3 separate regions of the Hordeum vulgare genome follow, and regions 2 and 3 are each linked to region 1. The links are chromatin contacts, called in public Hi-C maps. All regions are on one chromosome and are shown on one strand. Each heading gives the region's core, a stretch centred on a gene start, on an enhancer-like site or on the middle of the called end of the contact. The rest is flanking DNA. Distances are from core to core; before and after follow the strand shown. Region 1 holds the start of LOC123448873 (malonyl CoA-acyl carrier protein transacylase). Region 2 holds the start of LOC123448872 (pentatricopeptide repeat-containing protein At1g62350). Region 3 holds the start of LOC123446581 (abscisic acid receptor PYL4-like).

The links. A called contact is a pair of places that touch in the nucleus more often than the background predicts.
Region 2: a contact with region 1 is called in a Hi-C map of seedling, with 3 times the contacts expected there. The contact joins the promoter of LOC123448872 here to the promoter of LOC123448873 in region 1. A contact is called at or near these places in 3 of 6 Hi-C or Micro-C datasets (leaf and seedling) and 1 of 1 datasets of contacts at active chromatin or transcription factors (embryo).
Region 3: a contact with region 1 is called in a Hi-C map of leaf, with 3 times the contacts expected there. The contact joins the promoter of LOC123446581 here to the promoter of LOC123448873 in region 1. A contact is called at or near these places in 3 of 6 Hi-C or Micro-C datasets (all in leaf) and 1 of 1 datasets of contacts at active chromatin or transcription factors (embryo).

What each region holds. Positions count from the first base shown.
Region 1 is chr4H:443,354,449-443,357,058 of MorexV3_pseudomolecules_assembly, forward strand. LOC123448873 (malonyl CoA-acyl carrier protein transacylase) reads left to right here and starts at 1,290. Exons shown (of 10, transcript XM_045125904.1): 1 at 1,290-1,719; 2 at 2,298-2,383; 3 at 2,516-2,582. The coding sequence starts at 1,480.
Region 2 is chr4H:442,860,124-442,862,733 of MorexV3_pseudomolecules_assembly, forward strand. LOC123448872 (pentatricopeptide repeat-containing protein At1g62350) reads right to left here and starts at 1,317. Exons shown (of 2, transcript XM_045125902.1): 1 at 843-1,317. The coding sequence starts at 1,178.
Region 3 is chr4H:442,971,521-442,974,130 of MorexV3_pseudomolecules_assembly, forward strand. LOC123446581 (abscisic acid receptor PYL4-like) reads left to right here and starts at 1,326. Exons shown (of 1, transcript XM_045123158.1): 1 at 1,326-2,464. The coding sequence starts at 1,460. The coding sequence ends at 2,134.

The sequences.
Region 1 (2,610 bases), core at 40-2,539:
AGTAGAGCGGTAGTACCGCTTCCACGGTACCGTCGTGCTATTATCGGACAACTATTGCGATCTAGGAAATTGGCAACAAAAGGTTGCACACTTTGGAATTCACCAAACGGCAGTAGCACAGTGGTGCCCGGTGGTACTACCGTAGGGTGGTACTACCGCTTCAAAGCAACTGACTACTCCACAGAAAACAGTCAAGGAGCTCCGGAAAGCGGAAAGGAATATGTGGGTGCGAAAAAGGTTGTGTATGTGATGATTTCACCCATACCTTTCCAATGCAGATCCCCTTAATAGTATGTTTGTCCTATGACTCAAAACCATCGAGAATGAAATTAACAGAGACAACTGTCTTCACTCTTTACCACCGAGAGGATACAAACCGTCTCATGCCATGACATAATATCTGAAACTCCTAGTGCACACGATTAGTCCGCAAATTACATTGTCATCAATCATCAAAACCAATAAGGGAGAAATATGACCTAACAGGTCTCGAAGGAGAAAACTTACTCGTGATGAATATGTAGACAACCTTAATATGATAGTTTCTTGAGTCCAAACTCTAATGGCGAATTTTCAAGCCATCACTTCCTGAATACCAAGAAGAAAATATGTGGCTGGATCAATCCCCGGAAGGTACAATAAAGTTAAATGTAGATGTTACCTTTGATAATTATCCCATGTGTGCGCCGGCTGGTGATGCTCTCGGAGATAATAAGGGATACATTATCATCTCTTGTAAAAGCAAATTCAAGGTTGCCTCGATGTTGCCTTGTCCGAAGCCAATGTTCTTCTCTTTAGCATGTACCTTGCCCATTCATTTGGGTGCAACATATCAATTAGCAACTTTGATAATTTTGAGGTGATTTCAACGATGAATGAAGAAGGATGATTGTATGTGATAGTTGCCTCTATCTTCGACGACTCCTATCATCTAACGTGTGATTTTGTGCAAGATTTATTTATGCATTGCCATAAAGAAGAGAATTATACCGATCATGAACCGACAGAGATGACTAAATTTGGCAGTATTAATGAATGGATAGGTGAACTTCTTACTGGGCTAATTTCTTTTTTCTTAGGCGGCCTCTATTACAATGAGACGACATATTTTTGTTATGTGATGTAACCTTTGATCGAAGCTTAATAAATAAAGTAGAATTTTGTTCCAAAAAATAAAGACGGCTCTGATTTTTTTAGGGCAAACACAGCCCTGATTTGTTTTTTAGGGGAAAACACAGCTTTTTTTGAGTCGAAGGGGAAAACACAGCTGTGAGGGAGAAAGTTGAAACGAGCCCACAGTAGTCACCCCCACCCCAGCTAACACAAGCGGCCTTTGCTAGAGGCCCACACAGCCTCTCGCGTATCGCTCTCGCTCTCGCTCCTCACCTCGTGAGCTCCGCCTCCGCCTCCGCCTCCCCCCGCCTCGCTACTCGCCAGCAAGCCATCCACCCAAGCTACAAAGTGCGCGGCCGCACTCGCATGCTCCTCCGCCCTCCTCGCTTCCCACGCCTCTCTCCTCGCCGCCTCCGCTCGGAATCTCCGATGGCTTCCACGCTCGCCTTGCTCAGGCCGTCGGCGCCGAGCCCGGCGACGACCCTGAGGGCGCCGTTCAGATCTCGGGTCTCCACTAGAGTGTCTGTCGGATCGGCAGTGGCAGCAGGCGCCGACACGCTCTTCGCCGACTACAAACCCACCACCGCGTTCCTTTTCCCCGGCCAGGTACAAGTCGAGGCGAGGCGGCCTCTTCTCGCTCGTTAGCTGATGTGTCTGGTACACGCATGGCATTATGACAGCCAGCTAAGTTGCAGGAATGGTGATCGTTATGCAATTATTCGTGCGAAGGTGTTTAAATTTTGAAATAAAAATTGGCACTCCTATCATGCTGAGTAAAATATCTGGCAAAGATGGCAAATCTGAAGGGATATAGGAGTATATACTACACCTTCTGTCCCAAAATAAGTGACTCAACTTTGTATTAACTTTAGAACAAAGTTAGTACAAAGTTGAGTCACTTATTTTGGGACGGGGGAGTACATATTAGGCAATGGGAAGTGTTCATTTTTACTTGGCTAGTTGTACGAATGGGGAAAAGATCACTTCACTGCTTCAGTTGACGTGGATCATGTTTTGGCCTTGAGAGATTAGGTATTAGGTTCTTGTAGGAGATTATTTTAGTTAGAGTGAGGCATTTCCCTTGTGGGGCAATTTTCATGAGCCACACATAATTTGAGTTCAAATACATGTGCATCGTGTGTACTGCCTCATTTATGTGTGTTTATGCTTTGTTTTCCTCTCAGGGTGCTCAGGCTGTTGGAATGGGTAAAGAAGCTCTTAATGTTCGAGCAGCTGCAGAACTATTTGATAAGGCAAATGATATACTTGGGTATCTACAAACCTCTGATGCGATTTACCTGTTGCTCCCCCTAGCAAACTTACGCTTTAATGTTAACAAGTGTCCATAACAATTCCAAATGGAAAAACGACAATGCTCATGCTTGTTTAATTTTGAATGTAGCTACGACTTGCTGAATCTTTGCATCGATGGACCAAAAGAAAAGCTGAACTCAACAGTGATCAGTCAGGTTTCTGAATTTCACTTCGCCCCCACTG
Region 2 (2,610 bases), core at 67-2,566, 490 kb before region 1:
GTTTGTGTTCGTCGGCGCTCTCTCGGCTTGCATTGCTCCAATTTTTGCCCCTTCTGGCGGAGCATGCAGCCTTGTTATGACACACATTGATCGTGGATGCTCCTGTATCTCGCCATGAGGATCGGAATGCACGCAAGTGCTCTCGACAACTCGCAAAGTCTTGGTATTGTGTTACCATAGACGATGTAGAACAGCACGCACCAGCCAGTTCACCCAAAAGCTCAAGCTCATGAGGAAAGGTGGGCTATGCATTTATACGTCAACACTCCCCCTCACGTGTGGCTCCCTCAGGCCTAAACATGGACCGAAAGTGGGCTGCAATTTAGTTGCCCCACCCAAAAGCTCAAGCTGATGAGGAAAGGTGGGCCACACACCAGCCAGTTTTGAACTCTGAACCTCTTGGTTGCAAGTTTATGCACCTAACCAGTTCATCGATCAGTCCTAACCAGTACATAAAACATATGCATGATATATTTCTGCATACAACAGCTTTATGAATCATGGCCTGTGATTAAAAAGTCACAGGTTTCTTAGGTGCAATTAAAGAGTTGGATCCTCTAGTCCCCAATCATGCAACCGAAGAACTGTAGAGTGGAAGCCATTTCGGTGTTGATAACATATCTGAACCACTAATTTCCTACATCCATATGCACATAACTTGACAATCAACAGTTCAACACCACTGCAACCCCATATAAGACCCATTTGCCTCAAACAGCAGCATAATTATTAGTTTAACTCTCAATTAGGGCGAGAGTACTAGAGAAAAGGCAATAACAAGCTAGATGTATTCGCAAAAGAAACAGAAACGCGAGCAGACTTATCGGGGGTGGAAGCGGTACCTTCATGGAGAGGAGGACGTGGTCCTGGCGAAGCAGTTCAGCGAGGACAGCGAGGAGGTCCGTACGGAGGAGTCGAGACACATGCAATTTCATGTACTCCACCAGCCTCTGGTGGCCTCCGGCAGGGGGTAGCGCAGCGAGCCGCTTGAGCTGCGCGACCGCCATAAGGCCTTCCTTCCCCATCTCCTTCTTCCGCCGCCATATCGAAAGGCTTGGGCTCGATGCCGCCGCGGTAGAGCACAACCTCTGGTGGAGTTCACCCGCGGCGGCGGCTGCCGGTTGTAGGGTTTGGAGGAGGCGACGGTGGTGGCCGCGTGGGAGGAGACGGGAAAGCATTTGGGTGGGAGCTGCGAGACAGAGTAGTGAGGCGTGCCGAGTGCGGACTGGGCTGCAGGCGAGGTGGCACCGGGTAGGGACGGATGTTGGGCGTCTGCCAGCGAGGCAGGCGGCGACGGCGTCAGCGAGCCGGTGAGATTAGGGATGGCACCCCTAGGTATGGGTACGAGTGGAGCATCTCCATATCCTTACCTGCCCCATATGATATTGTCCATTACCCTTATTCATACCCGTGAACGGGTATATTTTTTCTCCATACTCGTTACCTGGTAGGGTAGACGGGTACCCGCGGATAAAATTACTCATATTTGCAAAACATCAATTTAAACAACTTATAGTTATAAAATGCATTGTATCATATAGTTTACAAAGATAGATTATAACTACAACACATAATTGTAAAACAACATCATATAGTCATAAACAACAACACATAGACATACACTTTAAATTCATAAATTATTGGCATAGTGTAGATTGTAGAGATAATTTTGAGTTTACATAGATTTTATATGGGTACATGGATATATGGGTATGGGTTACATGATCCCATACCCGTACTCGCTCTACCCGATGGGTTTCAGATTTTCTTGTTTATATACTCATGGGTAAGTTTTTGTCCCATGTCCTTACCCTAATAGAGCTTTTACCCACAAGGTACGTGGATAATGGGTACTCATTGCCATCCCTAGATGAGATCGGGCTACAGAGATAACCTTCCCCTGTTCCTACGTGCCAGTATGCATCTGCACCGTCGAACTGCCATCCAGTGGCTCACACGCGTCCATAAGGGTTCGCCACTCGAGTCGTCTCTGTGTCGTTGATGTGTCATCTAACGGATCCTGATCATCGTCCCGTCGGTGTTTACTTTCGGGCAAGAGCATGTGGGCTCCTTTGCTTTTGATTCCACCTTAGCGTGTAATGGCTATAAAGCCCCATTGATCTCCTTCAATTTGGATCATGTAATATGCACTTGGGTATAAACCCTAAACACCGGTGGCGAGCTATCCTTACTTTTCCCTTTTGAGTAATATAAACCCTACATCAATTTCTCGGATTTGTCCTAAGATCAACTACCCTGTTTAGCTTAGAACAGTTCGGATCCTGACAATTGGTATCTACAGCCAGTTGGTTCTTGGCGGAGGCGTGAATTGGGTGCATAGAGCGGCTCAAAAATCCCTTCACGACCTCTAATTCTGGTGACGGTGTTCTTGGGGGTGGCCAGAGTGGCAATGCTCGAAGGTAGTCTGTATTTAGTCCGAGTTGCTGAGAAAAATTTTCCCGGTGGTAAAATTCCTACGGCTGAGTGGGGACGGTGCTTCTGGGAGAAGGGTGTTGGAGTCGGTGTTGGCATTGGTAGACCGGAGGAGGAGATCTCAAAGTTCCCTCTCTTTCCCACCCTTTTGCTCGACTGTCTCGAGATCCAGCAAGG
Region 3 (2,610 bases), core at 76-2,575, 380 kb before region 1:
ATATGAGTATATACTGGCTAGGAGTAGTATATTATTATGTGAAGTACAAGTGATACCGTGGTCCTTTCATCTGAAGAAAAGGGCGGGGCACGAGTACGAGTCGACGGCCGTGCCAACTTGCGTGCGGCATGCCCCCATGTAGCGTTTAACTATTATTATACCGCTGTTAATGATCCCTAATAATAATAATCGTAAAGAGGAGAACGATCACGACGATGGAAAGCAACGGGATAGGGCAAGAGGGGCGATCGACAGGGAAAGGAATGGGCATCCAGGGCAAGCGCAGCACAGCACAGCATAGTGGGGAGGGATAACCTCATTGCAACCAACTTGCTTTATTCATCAGGAGTACTTACCTCTACCCCGGAGCGGTGTTTCTTCTCTCGGATTTACCTGCGCTCATGAAAAAAAATACTAGAAAATTTTCAAAAAATATGTGATAAATAATTTAATGCGTGAAGAACGCTTTAAATTTTAACTTATTTAAACATCTGAGCAGCTCTCACAAACAAAAAATCAAGGTCTGTAAAAAAAATCTACTGTTTACGAGTTGTTCTGATCCGATTTGTCATTTTTGTCGAGATATGTTTAGATGTCTAAATAAAATTAAATTTAAAACGAAACTCACGCACCAAAATATCTACCACACAAATATATATATATATATATATATATATATATATATATATATTTTAATATAATTTTTATCAACGGGAGCAGATGAGTCTGGAAGCAGACTTGGATTTTTGCCTGTGCCTGGCCAATCGTATCATTAAGTAGGAAAAATCTCGAGTTCATCGTATCCAAGCAACCCAGCCGGCCGGCTTAGGAGTTAAATAAAACATAATGTAGTTATTTATCTTCTAAATGAGAGTTAGACACACTCAATATTGCGATACATCGGTCTAGCTCGTAAGAATGATCGTATTGCCTCAGTATAATGGTGAAATAATGAAATTTAATAATCATTAACCATCATGTTCGTGTGGGTGTGGTTTAGTCCGCTTTACTAGCAAGTGTAATAATGGAGAGCAGATGAAACAAGCAAGAGGCCGGGGCCGGTCGCTTCCTGCAAGTTGGCCAATTTGCTCCAAAATTAAAAGGAAACCAATTAATTGAACAGATCAAAGGACAACCTCCTCCATGCAAGTTGGCCAATTTGCTCCGGAATTTAAACCCTTTGGAGTACGATCAATCAGTTAACTAAACAAAGAGCAGACGCAAGTATGCATTGGGAAAACACAAGTGGAGATATACATTTTTGCAAGCTGAGCAAGTTGGCTCACGTTCTAAAAAAAGAACAAGTTGCTTCTGCCTCACTGGGTCTATTATATATATACGCCTCTACCCCCATCAGCCTCCTCCCCAACCCTACCTTCGAAAGAAATTCCACCGGCCGGCAGCACACGGCAAGAAAAGGACGGCGAGCGCCAGGGAGATCACCGAGACTCGACGCACCATGCCGTGCATCCCGGCGTCCAGCCCCAGCATCCAGCACCACAACCACCACCACCGAGTCCTAGCAGGCGTCGGCGTCGGCGTCGGCATGGGGTGCGGCGCGGAGGCGGTCGTGGCCGCGGCCGGGACGGCAGGGATGAGGTGCGGGGAGCACGACTGCGAGGTCCCGGCGGAGGTGGCGCGGCACCACGAGCACGCGGAGCCGGGGTCCGGCCAGTGCTGCTCCGCGGTGGTGCAGCACGTGGCGGCGCCCGCGGCGGCGGTGTGGTCCGTGGTGCGGCGGTTCGACCAGCCGCAGGCGTACAAGCGGTTCGTGCGCAGCTGCGCTCTTGTGGCCGGCGACGGCGGCGTGGGCACGCTCCGCGAGGTGCACGTCGTGTCGGGCCTCCCCGCGGCGTCCAGCCGCGAGCGGCTCGAGATCCTGGACGACGAGAGCCACGTGCTCAGCTTCCGCGTCGTCGGCGGCGAGCACCGGCTCAAGAACTACCTCTCTGTCACCACCGTCCACCCATCCCCGGCCGCGCCGTCCAGCGCCACCGTCGTCGTGGAGTCCTACGTCGTGGACGTGCCGGCGGGTAACACGATCGATGACACCCGCGTGTTCATCGACACCATCGTCAAGTGCAATCTCCAGTCGCTGGCCAAGACCGCCGAGAAACTCGCCGCCGTGTCGTGAGACCTCCTCCACCTCCCAGGATGCGATCGATCCTTTTTTCCCGGGGTGGGATGGATGTGTGTTTCTTCGGCGCGTGAGCATTTTTTTCTCCCCACTTGGTTCTCTTCGTCACACATTTGACCATCTCGTTTTCTCCTTCTTTTTTCGCTCGTTGTTGTGAGATGCATGCATGCCCCTCTCCTCCCTGCTTGTCCAAACATTCAAGAATGACAAGTACCATTGATAGACTTCAAATTCACTATATGTTTGAGTTGCTCTCTGTATATATGTGGTATAGATCTGTTCTCGTGTACACGCAAAGTATATTCATCGACATCGGATGTTCATTCATTTGTCAAGTTCACTCGATCCCTTGTGTTGTTGAGCATAGCTAATCAAGAACAATACAGTCTTATCGTGGTGGATCGAACTTGTTAAATCGCACGCACACTGTAGCACAGCAAATATTGATGAGTTTTCGATCCATGGTAGTACGG